Linked DNA regions of Hordeum vulgare: region 1 is linked to region 2. Evidence: chromatin contacts called from public Hi-C data. All regions are on one chromosome and are shown on one strand. The core of a region is the stretch at or near the end of the contact, and the rest is flanking DNA. Distances in the headings are between cores, read along the strand shown.

Region 1 (5,424 bases), core at 707-3,206, 740 kb after region 2:
AAGGTATGTTCAGAAATCAGAAAGGTACAAGAAACTAGTTGCAGAACATTACCAGAATAAACACAGATTTGGGTTGAGTGTCCCAAGGTATATCACAGTAATATACATGGGCAAGAACAATGGATATCATCCTAAAAGTATAAGCACGAGATGAACAGAATGAGTTTAATGCAACAACTTACACCAAACCTTTGGTGAAACAAATCAACTGCATCCTTCACATTGCGGGTGATTAAACCCCTCCTGTGCAATACCAATGTTAGGAATCAGTAAAAACATAAATATCTCTAATCTGATAAAGTAACTACATACAGATGCCACTAATAATTGCAGTTTTTTCTGTACCATTAATCTGGTAGAATTTTACAATTACAAACAGATGCTACACATGAACTCACTGTCACATATCAAAAGAAGTAAGTGTGTCTGTTATATACTTACAGACAAGTAAACAACAAACTACTCCCTCCGTCCCACAATATAAGAGCGTTTTGCAAGCTAAAACAGTTTGCAAAACGCTATTATATTATGAGATGGAGGGAGTAGTAAGCAACATGCAAATCTGATGTGTAGCTGTTTAAAAAAAAAAAAAAAACGTGTCTGTTATATATAAACAACAAACTAGCAAGGCACCTGCTGCTAGAGTGCTTCTTCCTGATCACTAGGATTGATGGAATTAAGAAGACGGTCGGAGAATCATAATATTTATGGCTCCATAGAATGCAAATTCCCACTCCACGATGTATGGGAATTCCATGAAATAACATGATTGCATCATAAAAGTTGACAGAGAAAGACGTACTGAACATTAGGAAATACTCCCTCTGTCCCAAAATAAGTGTCTCAAGCTTAGTACAACTTTGTACTAGAGCTAGTACAAAGTTGAGACACTTATTTTGGGAAGGAGGGAGTATAAGGTTTCTAAATGAGGTAGAATGTTGTATGAGCAGATAACTTTATATTGTGATTGCTAATTTGCAATAACACGGGTTCTACTTGCAGATCAAATTTCCAGCCAGTCAATCTATATAGCTACAGCACTCTTTATATCATTCAAAAACAACCCCTATAACTTCCTGAAATGTTGGTCCGTACATCAATCGACAGTTGAATATTCATACAGCAAATCCCCAAATCATGGCATGAATCAACTTTTAAATAACTCCATGGTACTAACAGGTGCAAAGGCGATTACACCTGCACCAAATCAATTCTGAAAACAAAGTTCAGTTGGGCTCATAGTGAACTGCACAGCTAACTGAACTGAACAGAGCATCCAACGCATGCGAATTGAGCTACATTTTGGGGGCAAACAACCCCACCTGATCTGCCTCGCGTCGAGGAACCCGCAGAGCTCCGAGGCCCCTGCAAATCGCAAGCAACGTCACAACCCGATAAGGAAATCGGAATCCAACGCAAGGGGTGGGGGGGGGGGGGGCGACCGGGAGGGGCTCACCGGGCATGATCTGGAGGCGGTCGAGGCCGTCGCGCTCGAACCGGGCGATGGCCTCGTAGGCGCGGCGCTGCTCGTCGGGGCCCCAGGCCTCGATGCAGTGGAGGATGTCGACGGCGCCCCCGCCGGCCTCGCGAGCCGCCGCGTAGGCCGCCTCCCCGCCGAGCACCTCGCGGTACATGGCCGGGAAGTCGATGACGGGCACCGTCAGGGTCCCGTCCATGTCGAACACCACACCCCGCAGTGGGACCCTGCGGCGGGCGGTCGCCGCGGAGGAGGAGGACATGGAGACGGCGGCTGGGGGGCGGGGAGCGAGGCGGCGGCGTGGGAGGAGGAAGAGGGGGCGGGGGCCGCCGGCGAGGAGGCGGTGCGCGGGGAGCAGGCGGGGGAGGAGCATACGTGGCGCGGTCTCCGCCGCCGGACGGATCGCTCCGGCGTGTGGGTGGGTGGGCGGCCGGGAGTGTCCGTGAGGTGCGTGTGGCTCTCGTCCTGGATACCTTTGAGTAAAATGAAGCAAACATGAATAAAATTGACATATGGGTGAAACAATTTCACAAAATGAACCATAGATAAAATGATTCATCCGTATGATCCTTCTATGTGACGCCTGACATATAGACGCTACACTATACTTCATCCGTTTTTAAAAATTTCATTACGGAGTACATATCTATGTATATAGACATAATTTAAAGTGTACATTCATTTATTTTGTTTCGTATGTAGTCCGTAGTTGAATCTTTAACAAGACAAATATTTAGAAACGAATGGAGTATTATGCAGCGCCTTACTAATAGATGTGATACACCTGACCAGTGTGACACCCGGACCCTATTCATGTTTGTCCATCGCCTAGCTGAAAAGAGTTGCACTATATTATATGGCGCATAGTTGAAAGGAGCCACATTATTTTATATTAAAATCATTATAACTTTTAATCCATATATTCGATGAAAATATGTCTTATATGAATGGTGTACATGTTTTTGTGTTCTACACAATGGTAACATTTTCATCTATTTTAGATCAATTTGCTTGATAAAAAGTCTGTTGCAAAAGTGCATCATAATATAACTGACATAATATGTTAAAACTTACAACCTTCGCATGATGATAGCCATTGACCTATAACCTTTATGCATTTGCATTCTACATGAGTTTTGCATTACATAATGAGTACTTTCACGCCAAGGATATGCTTGGCATGTTAATCATCTTTAACATATTCACTTCTTGCATTTAAGTGACTAACATGATATAAACAGACTTATCTTACAAAGTTGCATTTTGTAAGACCATAGTAGTTAATCCTTGCATCATATGAATATGAATTAATTATGTCTAATTTAAGTCCATGTCATTTTCATACCCAATAAATATATGCACCATTATGTTTTGAAACACTAAAATACCTAAGGCAATGTTATGCCCGATTAACACTTGTTAATTTCATCAAGTCCATGAATGTCAACAGAACTTTGCATTTTATAAATCCTACTTCATGCACGTAATTTTTGAAGGTTTCATGTATATCGTATATGTATAAGAGGTTTTAGAGCACTTTTTTTTCTTTGAGAGGGGGAATATATTAATTTCACGAAGATATCAATTATACCTATCATCTACTTCTATAAGATGTCACAAAGACATCCAAGATGCACACAACTAAAAAGAGAAAATAAAAAGGAAGTAAAAAATTAAAGGTCTCGACATAGCGATCGACGCCTCTCAACAGCAGCACACATACCACCACCTAATACAACACCCGGAAGACATAAAATGTCTCCAAAAGCAACGCCCTCAAGAAGGAAACAGTGCAGAGGCGTCGTCATTGCCCGTAAAAAATCTTAGGTTTTCACCCTGTAGAAAGTTCGTGCTCTCAAAATAATTCCTTCAACAAGGCAATCACGTGGCACAACCAATGAAGATCAGGCCTTATGTTTTCACCTTGAAAGTCACAATCTGTCACCCGAGGAGTACCATCAAAAATGAAACATGTCAATGTTGCCGCCCCCACTTATCAGTTATGCTCCTAAGAGTTATCTAACACCTAGCTGACTTCGTCGCCGTCAAGGTTGTCTAATTGATCCTCTAATATCGGTCACCATGATCTTCTCCAGCGTTGTCTTCACGAAAATCGAGAAGCCGACAAGTCCCAAGGTGTCATCAACCAAAAGAGCTCTGGGTCATGCTCTCATGACCTTGTAGGTCGATATGGACATGTATACCGAAATCTAACTGATTCAGGTATCCTAAGAAAGAACTTCAACGGCCGTCCCAGAACACGTCGATGACTAGATCAAGGAGGACCGATCTTGCAGGACGTTGACATGAAGAGAAAAAGAGCACGAGGACCAACAACATACGCATCACGGCATCATGCCCCCATGTCGTATCGATCTAGCCCGTCGCCTCCTAGCCGGTTACCGGCACCGCCATGTTGCTTAGCTAGTAGCACATGCACACACATCTTTTGTGATGAACCGGGGCTGGAGAAACTGTGTTCCATTGCCCCCATGCATCGCCACAAAGATCCACCTCCTTGGCCGAACATCCCCGGTGGAAGGGGTGTCGCGGCGCCGCCGCCACCAGAGCCGCTATTCCGGGATCCATGCGTCGCAAATCAAATGACACCACTAACCAAGATTGTTATACTCGCAAAGCCGTCGGAGCGACAATGCATCACAAGGAAAAGCAGCCATCACAATATTAATCACCGCTCCAGATCGCGCCTCCCACTGCCCCTCCCGCTGCACCATGGTCACGAGGCTCCAGGGCCCGCCGTCCCCTTCACCGGCGGCGCCGGGGATTTCCCGACGGCCGATTCTGGGACGATGAGAGGAGGTGGATGGGAGGAGGGGGTGGCGGCTAGAGCGGAAGGGATCTCTCCCCCGGTCTCCCCTGGAGGGAGGCGACGTGAGGGATCCTCTTTTTTCATCGGGGAGGAGTCATCTTTCACCTTAGGGCACTACTTTAGTGATCTGAATGCTCTCATATTCCTTTCTAGAGAGTATTTTGCAAAAAGGCGCTCGTGGGCGGGTGACACAACCAAAACCTTTGCCCGGTCCCGTGTACGTCTCGTGCGAAATTCTGATCCGTCAGCCGAAAGTTGCTCGGGTTGCAGGAAACTAGCTTGTTTCGCACATGATCGGATTGACCGGATACTCCCGCAACGATGTCCCTCGGATGTTGCCTTTGGAAAACTATTGTCCTTAGAGGCAACATCATCATTATCCCCCAAGAGGGTTTGAATTTCATGCGATACGTACACTACAAGATCAAGAAAACGATGACGTTGCCTCCGATGGCAAAAAAAAATTCAAAGGCAACTCTTTGGGGACGTTGGTGCAACATTGTTGCCAGCCTTATCATGCACGGAACATGCTACTTTCGTGTATCTCCCGTCAAGGTTCGAATTTCACGCAAGACACACACGAGAAGACCGGAACAACAGTGACGTTGCCTCCAAGGACAAAGTTTTTTCGAAGGCAACTCTTTAGGGACGGTGCAACATTGTTGTCGGCCTTATCATGCACGAAACATGCTAGTTTCCTGTATCCTCCTAGAGGGTTTGAATTACGTGGAAGACGCACACGAGAAGACCCGGACAACGATGACATTACCTCCAAGGGTAACGATTTTCCGAAGGCAACCCTTCAGAAACATCGGCGCAACATTGTCGTGAGTCCTATCATGCACAAAACAGGCTGCTTTTCTATATCCCCTAAAGGGTTTGAATTCCGTGTAAGACGTTCACAACAAGACTGGGACCAGTGACGGAGGCAGCAATCTCGCAAGGTTAGGCCTCCGCCGCACCTAATTTTTCTCATATTCAGGCTATATATATGCACGCTGATGTTGGAGAAATTTGAAAACTTGGTGTTGTGGTATGCATGTCTGCTTGCATTGGTCATACCATAAAAATTATTCTGCCTCCACCACTAACTGTGGGACGACGTCAGCCGGGTGTC
Region 2 (5,528 bases), core at 2,213-4,712:
AAACATAGAAAAAATGTTCAGGAAATCATAAAATGTCTAGAAATTCATAAGAAGGATCAGGAAATCATAAATTGTTTGCGGAATTCAAAATTGTTTATGATTTTCAAAAAACAGTTTGCATATTATAAAATAATTCACAATTTTGACAAATATATTCTGGAAAATATAAAATGTTTCTTATTTCAATTTATTTTTCTTCTATAAATTAATTCAGAATTTTTCAAAATTCTGTATTTAAAAGGTTTTGAGTTTTGGAAAAACGAATCATGAAATCATAAAATGTTTGTAATTTAAATAAACTTTCAGGAAAACATAAAATGATCACGGACTAAAAAATGTTGATGATTTTAAAGAACTGTTTCGATATCGTAAAAGAATTCACAATTTTGAAAAATATATTCATCCAATATAAAACATTCAAGATTTTGAAAATGATGATGTATTCAAAACATATCCATGAATTCAAAGAAAATGTGTGTGACATTTATAAAATGTTACAAAATTTGATAACATGGACAGCGGGGCCATCATCAACGAGGATGGCAAAAAAAAATAAGTGGTAATATGATGGGCCATCATGGTAAAATAGAAAAATAGAGAACGCTCATATGTCAGGATATTGAGCCATACTTATTTGGCTACGACGTAATATTTTGGTTTACCGTTGCAACGCACGGGACTGTAAACCAAATAGAGTGCATTTAATACCGCATGACAGAACAACCTTTTTACAAACACGCAATCATCAAATAAGCAAGCGCACTCCCCCCCCCCCCCCCCAATTTCTAGCTGTTGATGAACATACGATCTCCAACAGCTCCTCCTCGACCATCATGTTTACGTAAGGAAAGCAATGGCATTTGCACCATCTACGGGGCTATTCTTCCTTTTCCTCTAGGCTCACACCTATAAAGCGGATTCGGACCTGCAAATGCACTTGCAAGCTTAATGCCTTTGCATAGCTCCTCCAGAATGATAGACCCAGCACCACTGGCATGCTTCTTAGGCATAACATTCAATGTCACCGAGGATTCGAACTGCGTGCTCTGCAACCCAGAAGAACTGAAAACCAGGGATTGTCTTTTCTGGAGCTGCCCCTTCAACACCTTATATGTGGAGTGGCGTTGAACTGTTTATATGTGGACACCAACTCAGGTACACAGTATCTTCTTTGATTGGCCATGACCCACTTCCCCCTTAATTGCCTCCCCCAACCCCAACCCCTTGCGGTCACTCTATGTTGACCGTGTAGATACCTTCTTGTAAGGTTTAATAAAAAGGAAATAAGGAAGGGTGACAGAGAAGAAATAAAGGAAAAACGGACACGAGGTGATAGAAAAAGGAAAATGATGCGCACGGTAAAAGAAATTAAGGGGGCTGAAGGAATACATATTAAAATAATTGATGCACAGATACTTTGAACTTTTTAGCTTGGTGGAAAAGATGGAGAAAAAAAATCAAAAATCGAAATGTATTTTTAATGGTAAAAAAGTCACACAATGTTGCTTGGTGTGCATGAAGATTTTTATTAACAATATGTTGTCTATACATCCGTTGCAACGCACGAACCCTTTTGGTAGTTTTTTCCAACTGTCTAAGCATATATTTTTTTGTACACCCGGTGCAACGCACGGGCCCTTTTACTAGTATAATAATAAATTGAATACCTACTTTTAGGTCCTGTTTGAAACCATTGAGATTATATAATCTAGTTTTTATAATCTTTTATGTCTTCAAATAGGATAAATTATTATGTAGATTATAAAAACTAGATGGACAAGTTACTAAAAACTTATAATCTACTCTACCCGAACTAAAATCAGATTATAGATTGCTAATGACCCATTATCCATGTAAAATTGAAGATAATTACATTCCAATCACTGCCACCCTCCTCTTTAAAAAAATAGAGGACAGACAAGTCATTATACAATGTAAAACCTGGATTACAGTTTATATAATCTGGTCTGCAAACATGTCCACCTAGATTACCCATTATCCAAGTAAAATTGGAGATAATTACATTCCCGCCACCGTCACCCTCCTCTTTTAAGAAAAATAGAGGACATGCAAGTCATTATGCAATGTAAAACCTGGATTACAATTTATATAATCTGGCCTCCAAACATGTCCACCTAGATTATCTTTATAAACCAGATTATATAATCTATCTTCATAATCCAGATTATCATAATCTATTGTGGTTCCAAACAGGGCCTTAGTGTAATATTTGCGCGCAAAAGTCACCGACGGTCTACTTAGTTTGACATCGTATTGTGATTCATCAAGCTCCTATTCCGGTCCTATATTTTCCTTTTCTATTTCTCAGATGATTAATTTGCTAGATTTCAGATCATATTATGCATAAAAGCAGAGTAGATATTGCTCCAACGACTGAATAAGCGAGGTAGATTTTGTTCCCGATAAGAGGTTCTGTTCTTCCTTGGTGCTTAATTTGGAAGCATTTGTCACCTCCACGAAAATTCAAACTCTGCAAGCCAAAAATATTCAGGCTCCGAAAGCAACTCCGAGGGGCCGAGCCAGGGGCAGGCGCTTTGTTCTCCAATAATGATAAATTGAATGCCTACTTTTAGTTCGACAGTGTATTGTGATTCACCAGGCTCCAACTCTTCCTGGTTACCACTATGGAGGTGTTTGGTCCGCAGTTTTCCACCCGCTACCTGATTACGTCGCAACCTCATACCATTAATCTTGTTTGCTTGGCTCTGCCCGTAAACAAGGTCCCGCGTAAACAGATCCCGGCGTTTTTTTAGCCTGATTCCATCCACCCCCCACCGTAAACAAATTACTTTACAGCCAAAGCGAGGCGAGTTGAGGGACTCTTCCAGCCCCCGATCCCCAACCCTTGGCGCCCACTCATGAGTCGGGGTTGAAGCTAGTTGGCTGCCTAGACGTGGGGTCCCTGTTTTGTCGTCGGTATTCATTAGCGTTACAACAGTTAACTAAACAAGAATTGATTTTAGACCATACCATTTACATTAGCGGTGTAAACCCATTACGTTTACGTTTATGTTACACTTCTGAAACCAAACACCTCCTATATATAACCACAATAAAATGGCCAAAGTAAGCGGCTTTATCATATATCCATGTAGGAAAGAGAAGACGAAACCGACGTGTAAATGGGGTCCCAAATCGTTGGGCAATTCGTGACGTTTGGTCTCTCCACCGCATGTGCGCAATTCGTGGCTTCGTTTTAAGCATGGACATATTTGTGTGTCAGAATGGGACATCTTCCTACCAGCATAGGGACATGATGGATCAGAATTAATGGGGCACGGTGCACACACGCGTCCAGGCCGGGATGGCACTGGATGGATATCAGGGTCTCGCGTATTCACACATTTTCGGCACAGCCACATACTGATCTATCAGGCATATTATACCTAGCAGCCAGTACGTGCTGCGAGGCCGATCTTGCTGGCTATAAAATGCCCCCGGTCATTCCAGAGAGGGTGCACGGCAATATTGGGCAAGATCATAGAGAGAAGAACCAGCCATGGACACCACCAAGAGGTGCATTGCCACAGTCATCGTGCTGATGCTCTGCCTCCAGCTCCACACCTCCGCGGACGCCCGCCGCCTCTCCTCCGGCGGCGGCGAGATCCGGCTTCCAAGCGACGGCAAAGGTTGGTGGCCGTGTTTGAATGAAACGCATGCCATTGTTGTCCAAAAATACTCTTGATTTTTCAACTCCCACCGTTTTTAAATATAAGTATTTTTAAGTACTTCTTTCGTACCTGAATAATTGTAGTTGGGAGTATTACACTAAAGACTATTTTTTCTAGTATAATTCTTCCCAACTACTATTACTTAGGTACAAAATTGGTACATACGAAGCAAAATAACTACTATTATTTAGGTTCAGAATTGATACATACGAAGTAAAATAAATGAATTTACAATCTAAAATATGTCTATATACGTCTATATATGATCTGCAATGGAACCTTTTAAAAAACTTATATTCAGAAACGAATGGAGTAACTAATATGCCACGTGTGTAGACTAACCGTGTGCATGATTAACCTCAGATGATCCTACTGCTCAAGTCGGGGCGTCAAAGTTGATCAAGATAGACGACTCGTTCTATACCAGCTGTCCGGACGGCATGGTACTGGAGTGTATACTCATTGGATTCGCCCCTTTTTGCAAGTGCGTGCCTAAAAAGGGTGCCGGCCTCACCGATGGATCCATGCTTCCGAGCGACGGCAGAGGTTCGTGGCCGTGTTTGAATGAAGGGAAAATCTAACTAGCCGCGCCGTATTTCATGCTTACCGTGCGGCGGCTTGTCCTCATGCGCGTATCGCACGCACGACCAGTGAGCCAGCGCAACCGCACACTCCTCAACGCACTGTTGCTATAGTACACCGCTACTTTCCACGGAAAACGTTCGTACTACCACAGAATGTGTGATCACTGTGCCCCAGAAAACATCAGTGTTTGGCAAAGTACGCATCGGCATGGCTCTTTACAGTCATCATGTTTTTGCGGTAAGCATGTTTAATCCTTGCGACAGTGCTTTTTTCCAACAAATCCACGTTGTTCTATACATCTCTAAAATATAATGTTGACTAGTAAATAAATTCCAATCTAAAATATACAACTAAGCACGAAACTAAGCTTCAAAAATAGACAACTAAGTACTTGTAATTTGGGCAACTAAAACATATTTAATGACAACTAAGTAATTTAAATATGACAACTAAATATGGTTAAAATCTGGCAGCTAAGTCCGCAACCTAAAATATTCATATTGAATACCAAGTACTTGTAATCTGATAAGTATTTTATAATCTAGCAAAACAAGTACTATTTGGTGGCTGCGCGTAAGCACCCCTGCATCACATGACGAGATTTATGAGACAACACGATAATTAGGTAGAATTAAAATAACAAGCTACTTATTTTAATCTGGAAACTAAGTATTTTTCTAGCATGGCAACTAAAAACTTTTTAATCTGGAAACTAGGTATTTTTGGCAACTAAGAACTCTTTAATCTGAAAACAAGCTACTTTCTACATGGCAATTAAGAACTTTTTAATCTGGAAAGTAGGTTTCTTTCTACCATGGCAACTGAGAGCTTTTTAATCTGAAACTTAGGTTTCTTTTCTACCATGGCAACTGAGAACTTTTTAATCTGAAACTTAGGTTTCTTTTCTACCATGGCAACTAAGAACCTTTTTAAGCTGGAAACTACGTATTTTTTCTAGCATGGCAACTAAGACTTTTTATCTAGAAACTACGTGCTTTTTCTAGCTTGGCGACTACGAACCTTTTAAGCTGGAAATTAAGCGTTCTTCTAGCATGGTAACTAAGTACTTCTAAGCATTTTTTTTAGCATGATAACTAAGAATGGGTAGTTTGGAGACTAAGCATTTGCACGGTAAGTAAACACCTCTAATCTGGAAACTAGGCACATTTTAGCATGTCAACTAAGCTCTTCTTGTAATCTAGAAACTGAGCAATTTTTAGCTTGGCAATTAATCACTTTTTCTTCCTTCAT

Evidence for each region. Hi-C and Micro-C count contacts between places; a contact is called where the count stands out from the background.
Region 1: a Hi-C map of leaf shows a contact between it and region 2, with 2.9 times the contacts expected there. The contact joins the promoter of LOC123403874 here to the promoter of LOC123401561 in region 2. A contact is called at or near these places in 2 of 6 Hi-C or Micro-C datasets (leaf and seedling).

Annotation. Positions count from the first base shown.
Region 1 is chr6H:551,977,506-551,982,929 of MorexV3_pseudomolecules_assembly, forward strand. It overlaps LOC123403874 (haloacid dehalogenase-like hydrolase domain-containing protein At2g33255), which reads right to left and starts at 1,957. Exons shown (of 5, transcript XM_045097789.1): 1 at 1,457-1,957; 2 at 1,323-1,365; 3 at 183-243. The coding sequence starts at 1,850.
Region 2 is chr6H:551,236,075-551,241,602 of MorexV3_pseudomolecules_assembly, forward strand. It overlaps LOC123401561, which reads left to right and starts at 3,463. Exons shown (of 3, transcript XR_006611126.1): 1 at 3,463-3,650; 2 at 4,056-4,514.